Regions from separate parts of the Mus musculus genome. Here region 1 is linked to region 2. A link is a contact called in public HiChIP or PLAC-seq data. All regions are on one chromosome and are shown on one strand. Each heading gives the region's core, a stretch centred on a gene start, on an enhancer-like site or on the middle of the called end of the contact. The rest is flanking DNA. Distances are from core to core; before and after follow the strand shown. Region 1 overlaps Gm38911 (a long non-coding RNA gene). Region 2 overlaps Gprc5a (G protein-coupled receptor, family C, group 5, member A).

Region 1 (4,028 bases), core at 751-3,250, 620 kb before region 2:
GTACTCTCACAAGCCCAAGCATCACATTTGGGTGGATCAATGTCCCAGTGTTCAATGAGCACTGGGTAAAGCATGGGTAAGATAGAGGCAGATGCTTACTGCAGTATCTCATTTATAAAGCCTCTAGCCTCCTGTAACCCTGTAAATTCTCAACTCTTATAAAGCCACTGTCCTTCTCTTGTATGTTTGGGCTTGTTGTGGCTTAGGTACAAAATGTCTTCCAAAAGTCCCAGCAATGAAGATGCCATCACCTACTGGTGACACACAGTTAGGAAGTGGAAGATTTTAAAAATAATTTAAAAAAAACTAAGGCATAATTGAAGGAAGCAGGTCATTGGGAATGTTTCTCTGCAGGTCTATTCTCTGTTTCTAAGCCTCCATGAGCTGAGTGGCTTTGCTAGACTACAGACTGTTCCCTTGCTATAGGCCTAAAGCAATGAAGCCAACCAGCTGTGGAGTAAGGCCTGTGAGACAGCACACCAGAACAAACCTTCCTTCCCTATAAGCTGATTTCTTCGGGTATTCCATCACAGCAACAGGTTGGTTAACACAAGGCTGGATCAGGTTTGACTTCCCCCATTTCCCATCTCAAGAATGTGACAGTTGCAAAGCTCAGCCAAATCGACCTCAGAAATATGCCTAAAATTCCCTGCAGTCTAGGTCAGGCCCTCCCTTACTCGGTCAGGAGCAACACAATGGCAACGAATGGTGTCCTGAAGGTTCTTCTTCCCCCTCAGAGTTCCAGGCCCATCTGTTCTTCAAATGTGCAAGGTGACCACACAGTAGAATTCTGGTTGTTGATACCTTAAGCCATCTGTGTCTTCTACTTTGTACCTGTGAATGGACGTGAACACCTTCGAAGCATCCTTGGTATTGCCAGGACTCCATTACCCCACCAAATGTCAACTTAAGAGTCACCTTCTCTTTCGAGCCTTTTCCAGTTGCCTCAATGATAGAAATCCTTTTTTGCCTTGACTTTTGGGACAACGGTTGCCCTTGTGGTGGAGTTGCCCATTCATGACTTCTTCCCTGAGTGGGTGAGCAGTGTGATCCAAAAACAGATATGTAGAAAATATAATAAAAGAGTATGGAGGTCAGGCTACTGTCTCACCTGACTGACCCTCTGGGTAAGATGAGTCTGACCTACAGCTCCACCCAAGGCCAACCCATAGATACTCTGCTCTGCCCCAGGTCCACACACTCAGCCTGCTCCTCCTTGCTTTTTATACATGTGCACGTGCGGACACACACACAAACTCATACTCATACGCACACACTCACACTCATATACACACACTCACACACTCATCCATACACATTCACACTCATATACACACACACTCACACTCATCCACACACTCAGCACACTCATCCACACATACACACACACACACACACACACACACACACACACACACACATACACACACACTCCAGGCCTCTCCCATCCTGAGAAATTCCTCCACCCCCAATCACAGACCCAGTTTTAATTGTAATCAGATCTCTTTTAATTACCATCATATGCACATCTCTGGAAAAAGTAGCCCACAGCCTACTTAGTGTAGTTAACGTTTATTGAGGATAATTAGGTGCCGTCCACTGAGCCAAGTGATTCACATTATGTTTCTGTGGCTTCCAGCTACACAGTGACACACAGACCGTTATCACAACAGTTGATGGACTGGTAAACTAAAACTTGCTTTGATTAAATAACTTCTCCAGGCCACACAAGAAAGAAGTGGCAGATTCAGAATTTGATCCCTTGTCATCTGTGACGTTTGTCTTATAAATGGGGAATATTTATCTTGTTTTCTTCACTGATTTATCCCCTAGGACTTAGACAAATGTTCAAGACAGAGTGGATGTTCAATCAATATTAGTTGAGTAAGTGAGACTGTCATGAGGGTTTCCCCTCAATCACGATACAGAACTGCCTAGTCAGCCCTCTTTTCTGCTGCTTCCTTTTCTGCAGTCTCTGGTCTGCCCCGCTGTGGCCTCCTGCTGTATTGGCGAGTCACGTCTGATGTATTTCCTGCCTCTTCTTCTGCGTTTCCTGTCCCCATCAGCTACATGTTCTGTTCCGGTTGCTCCAGTTTCTGTTCTCCTCCACCTTTTCCTACTTGCTGTCCAAACAACAGTGGTCAAAATAAACACAAAGATGTGACGTCAGACTCTTATTTCATACAGCCCTCCTCAAATTTGGGGCAGAGAGCGGCATTGCTAATCCATCCTAGAGATGAGGCATCACTAAGTAGTATTATGTCACTTTTAGGGAATGTTGAGAATTGGCAGTCTCGAAAAAGGGCTCTGAGTCCGCAAGCGCTCTCTGTTTACACTGATTGAACTGTCTGCTGGAGCTCATGATTGTAGATCTATACTAATAATCAGGTCTGAGCGATCATCCCAGATTCATCCTTGCTACACCCAGGCGTCTCTTGGTGATAACCAGCGTAGCTTTCTAAACTAACTCACTAGTGTTCTGTTTTATAAAAATATAAGGGAGAGAAGAAATATGTTTGGTGGAGGTGCAGTCAGGTGTGGGGGAAGGGGATGCCTCTGTGGGCCCTTGCTGAGCCATCCCTTTCCCCTGAGGGACCAGCCACATGAAGGTATAGTATAGAATAGAGTTTATTCAGGGCATGGGGAGGGGAATTAAGGGGGGGGGAAGGGGGAGGAGGAGGAGGAGGCAAGTAGCCCCTTTTACAGTGAGTCAAGCACACATGGGACTGTTGCTAGATAACTGCGGGGCGGAGCCTAGACTAAATGCCAACATCTAATAATGTAAACAATTTACTAGTCCATCTTCCCTCTCTCCTCACCTTCCTTGAGTTCATCTTGGCAAACTGCACTGACATCTGCCTGGATGCCACCGCAGCACAGGGTGCCACTGTTCATGCGGCCATCACTAGCTCCTGTTCTTTCTCCTGCTCACACACCCTCAACTCCAATTGGACTCCCAACTCCTGCACTTCACCACGCCTCCTAAGCAGGGGCGTGCCTTCTGAAACACTGGTGCCATTCAATGGGCGCAGAGCTTCGTGGTTCCTTGCCTCCTAAGCACAGAACACACTATCTGTCCCTGTCCCGTTTCTCAGCTTACATGTCTTTGTCCCTACATCGTCAGCACGAGCCCAGCCACACCTTGAGCAAGTCCCTTTCTTTCTTTTACTAGCGTTTGTCTCTCTTCCCCCCCGCCCCCCGCCTGCCATTTCCAGTCCTTTCCCCCTATAAAATCTTTATCACGCATCTGCTCTCCTTCTCTTGACCCATTCCCGTTAGACCTGGGTACAGCTTCGCTCTTTGTCCCCCTGTATAGCTGGGACAATTTTCCTTTAAGACAAAAATGACCCCAATTTCACACTGAAGACAGGGCCCGTCCTGAAAACTAAAAACGCTGATTGGTTTTTGCATCCAACCAATCTTGCCCAAATAACTGTGCGGGTAAATTAGTAACCTTGTGAGTAACTTCAGTTTCCACCTGTCAGGAAGATGCTTAGCCAGTGGGGCACACACGAGAGGAAATCTTTTGCTAGAAGAGGGATTTGCTCCAGAGACGGTTGACTTCTCTGAACTTAATTATATTTCTTTTTCAATTACAACTGTCTTAACTAATCCTTCAGCGATTCTGTAGTTACGTTACTTGTAACTCATGAGGGAATATGTCATTTAACTTAAGTTCAACACTGTGTAATTAAACACCAGCTCCAAGGCCTATTATTAGGATACTTCTTCTTTAAATGACTGTTACCTAAACTGGTGGCTTGGGAGAGCAGGAGAAACGTAGATCATGCATTCCTTGGCCAGGGCAGCACTTAGCAGCCTGTGACTCTCACTGGTTAAGCTGGGAAATCATTGTGTGGAATCCAATGGGCATTTGTACCGAAATCAAAGTCACATTAAATAGGAAATACCACAGGTTAAGTGCTTGTGAACGTCTCAATTCAGATGCATTGTCACATGGTTGTCTGAGGAGTATTTCTTATGATATATGTCACGGGAATTTTTAGAGAACACTGATTTAAGAGAAT
Region 2 (3,760 bases), core at 118-2,617:
ACATGTCTGCCTTTGTCAGAGTTGCCTTGGTGACAGCATTCTTCATTCTTCACAGCAATGAAGCCCCAACTAAGACTATATATATAATTTTTTTTTCCTCACAAGAAACCCCACTGGGTTCTTGAGAAAGACTAGGCGAGTCTAGAAGGACTTACCTCAGGAATCTGCTCTCGCTCCACTATGCAGATCCGGAGATTGAATTCAGGTTCTCACCAACTCTGTCATTCTGTCTTCAATCAGTAAAAAAAAAAAAAAAAAACAACCAGGCAAATGAAAGTGCAGCCTGCCAGCCTTTATGAGCTATCAATACCCGAGCTGTGAATACCCACACTTCTTCACAGCCCTAACTCGCTTTTCTGTGGCTTTGTTTGTTTTTATTGTTGTTGTTGTTGAGACAAAGTCTTACTCTGTAGTTCAGACTGGCCTCAGAAATCATGGCAATCCTCCTGCCTCAGCAGGAGATTACAGGTAAGCCACGCTGCCAGTTCTCTGGCCCGGTCTCCCTGTGTAGAACAGACTAGCCTCAAACTCACAGAAATCTACCTGTCTCTTTAAGGAGCAAGTCCCTAACTAAGCTCACACTTGCGTGTCGTGCTATGGCTAAGTATGAGAATCCTAGTTTCTCCATAGCACAGAGACTCCTAATCCTCTGCCCGGCAGAGTTTGTGAAGTTATTCCCTGGCCTCCCCGCAGCATGTGCAAACTCATACCCACAAAATCTTTAAATCATATTTTTTTCAAGAAAATAAATAAATAAATAAATAAATAAATAAATAAATAACATTTAGATTTTAAAAATAGTTGTGACCACATCTTTATTGCATACCCAGGTGAATAACTTACCACATAACAAATACATCCCATCCCAAGAATAGACACGTAGGGAGGTCAGGAGGTCAGGGTGAGCGTATTACTGAGGATGGGGTGGGGGGGGGGAGAGCAAGGGCCAGGAATTTATAGCGAGAACAAAACCCAAATTCTCCTGGCAGAGAGAAACAGACCTTGTCTACTCCAGTAATATCCCAAAGAGCTCCTGGCAAAGGACACAGAGGTCTGGGGTTGGCAGTGAGTTTGGAGGCGATTGGGATGAAAATGTGGCCCTTGGAAATCAGTGTCTGCACCAAGAGGTCACTGTGGGGCAGTGCACTGAGGGTAGACACGTGACCTTTAGCCGTTCCTCCCCCGGCAGGAAAGCCTTGGAGGGCGCGATCAGATTAGCTTCCAGTGTGGATGAGATGGACAAGGCGGAGACCCAGACCTTTCTGGGTTTATCCAAATCTTCAGTTCTGCTTGGTATGGAGCAAATCCTCATAGAACCCACCGTGGGTTAGGTGAATTGGCTTCCAAGGATGACCAAACAGTGAGCAGTCAGATGACTGGAGGTTTGCTCATACTCCCGGGAGAGGTAAGAGTCTCACCCGGAGTTGCCAAGACTCCCACCTCCCAGAAGTGTCCTAGGAATGGGGCAAATGAAACCCTGGAGCTCTTTGAAGACAGTTTGTTAGGCTTAGCAGCCCCAGGCAAGACGGCGGTGTGCTGGGCAGGTTGCAAGCCTCTCTGTACCGTTTCCCTGGGATGCCCTGGGTTCAGTTCACATCAGCAGGATTCCTGGCTGGACCTGCTGCTACCTGCCTCTGGTTGTCCCACTCTTCCCAACAGTTAGCTGTCGCCTTTGCGCCCTTCGTAGTCATTGTACGGACTGGCCGGGGCCTGGGCCCTCGGGATAGAGAAATCCTTTTGGTGATTCTGTAAGGGAAGCAATAATATGGTTATTATTACAGTCATCTCAATGGCCTCTAATGCCCGTCCCAAAAGACCTCCTTCTCACAGGTCCTCCCTGAACCCATGGGCCACCTCAACCCCAGAGTATAGGAAAGAAGGTGTGCCGTCCCTTCATGGTGTCCACTTAGGAGCCGCCAAAGTGGTGGTAATATCTATTCCCAAAGGACAACTGTCCCTTTCGGGGTGATCGAGGAATGACAAAGGTCACTTACCTGTAGCTGAAAATGGGTGGAATAAGGTGCATAGAGTGTGTCCCCCATCTCAAGACCTGAAACAGAGGGAGAGGAGAAACTGAGGCACCAGGACCCATCTGTGCTTTCCTTGCTGTTATCGGTGTGGTGTCTGTGACAGTTGGTCCCACTGGGCCTCAGCAGTTTAAATTTCTTGCAGGGAGAGACCGTGACTCTCAGTCCTAAAGTAGGCACGGTCCCATCCTGGAACCACACGAGATTTACTCTTGTCCTAAACTAGGAAGAGTTTACGAGCAACCCAACGTACTTGGGAAAAATCATAGGCTTTTTAACCTTGAGCTCACTTTAAAGCAACTGGTCTGTTTCCTGACAAATGTGCCTGCCCTTGTCCCCTTGCTAAATGCTTCTTCATTTAAGACAGTGTGAGGACCTGGGTATCCGTGGTGCACACCTGTGATCCCAGTACCTAGCAGGTGGAGGCAGGAGGGTCAGGAGTTCAGTCATCCTCGACTACATAGTGAGTTCCCACCCAACCTGGGCTCCATGAGACCTTGTCTCAAAAAAAAAAAAATTTAAGATGCAGTCAAGGTAGGTCAGTGGGTAAAGGCACCCAGCCTGATGCCCGAGTTCCATCTCAGGGCCCCCATGGCAGAGACAACAGGCTCCTGAAACTGGTCCAATGACCTCACATACATGTGTATAGTAGCATATGTGTGTATGATGACACACACACAATAAGTAAATAAACAAGCAACATTAAAATTTTTTACTACAAATAAGTAAACAAGCGAAGATAGCATTAAGAACGTGAGGTTTGTCCTGACTTGAAGAAATACAACAAATACACAAATCTCTCCTGAATGAGGCAAAAGCTAACAAGAACATCCCACTTCCACAAGTGCACATGGTGGAGCTGTTCCTAAGACAGACCGGGGAATGCTGGACTCTGAAGCAGACAGATGGAAGGCCACATCAGGCAAGCAACTGCACCTTGATCAGTCACAGAGGCTGGCGGCCACCGATGACCTGATATGACTTAGAGTGGAGCTTGTGTTGTGGAAGGCAACACTACTCCTGCAGACCCAACATAACAGGATATGGGGAGCCAGTGTCAGAAGCACGCAGCAGTGGACAGTGACTAGACATACAGCCACCAGAAAGGAGCCACCAGGGGCCCAAACATGAAAGGCAAGCCAGACACACACACTAGACACATACACTGGCAATCTCAGCACCCTGAAGACAAAGGTGGAGGATTAGCATAAATTAGAGGCTAGTCTGGTCTTCACAGCAAGTTCTAGGACAGCTGGGACTACATAGCAAGACTCGGTCTTGCTCAAAAACAAAACAAAACAAAAATACAAACAGAAAAACAGGAACAAAAAGGGAGCACTAGGGCCTAGGGACCCACACAGAAGTACTGGGTAAGGCAGGAGACAAGGCCCTGGGAAGCACTGTGAGTTTTTTCTTGCTCTCTGTCCCCAGGAAACTCTACAATTCAAGCTTTAAGAGCACAGCCTAGGGCTAGGAGTGTTTTCAGTGGTGAAGAGCTTGCCTGTCATGCACAAAACCCTGGGTTCCATCCCCAGCCCCCACGACCACCACCACCACACACACACACACACACACACACACACACACACACACACACACACACACACACACACACACAGAGAGAGAGAGAGAGAGAGAGAGAGAGAGAGAGAGAGAGAGAGAGAGAGAGAGAGAGAGTGCGTGACCTCAGCACTCTGGAGAAAGAGGAAAGAGGCTGGGACATCAACACAAGT

Evidence for each region. HiChIP or PLAC-seq counts read pairs in DNA pulled down with a chosen protein or histone mark.
Region 1: an H3K27ac HiChIP or PLAC-seq map of embryonic stem cells shows a contact between it and region 2, with 2.7 times the contacts expected there. The contact joins two enhancer-like sites.

What each region holds. Positions count from the first base shown.
Region 1 is chr6:135,699,098-135,703,125 of GRCm38.p6, reverse strand. It overlaps Gm38911 (a long non-coding RNA gene), which reads right to left. Exons shown (of 2, transcript XR_869507.2): 2 at 1,557-2,123. Among named protein-coding and RNA genes, the nearest start is that of Gm38911, 12 kb to the right of the region's middle. Within about 2 kb of position 2,000, at least 24 of the 459 cell types and tissues checked have an H3K27ac peak or open chromatin away from gene starts, as enhancers often do. A contact at or near this core is called in embryonic stem cells, where this site is marked.
Region 2 is chr6:135,081,733-135,085,492 of GRCm38.p6, reverse strand. It overlaps Gprc5a (G protein-coupled receptor, family C, group 5, member A), which reads right to left. Exons shown (of 4, transcript NM_181444.5): 3 at 1,995-2,050; 4 at 784-1,746. The coding sequence ends at 1,660. Among named protein-coding and RNA genes, the nearest start is that of Gprc5a, 18 kb to the right of the region's middle. Within about 2 kb of position 1,367, at least 22 of the 459 cell types and tissues checked have an H3K27ac peak or open chromatin away from gene starts, as enhancers often do. A contact at or near this core is called in embryonic stem cells, where this site is marked.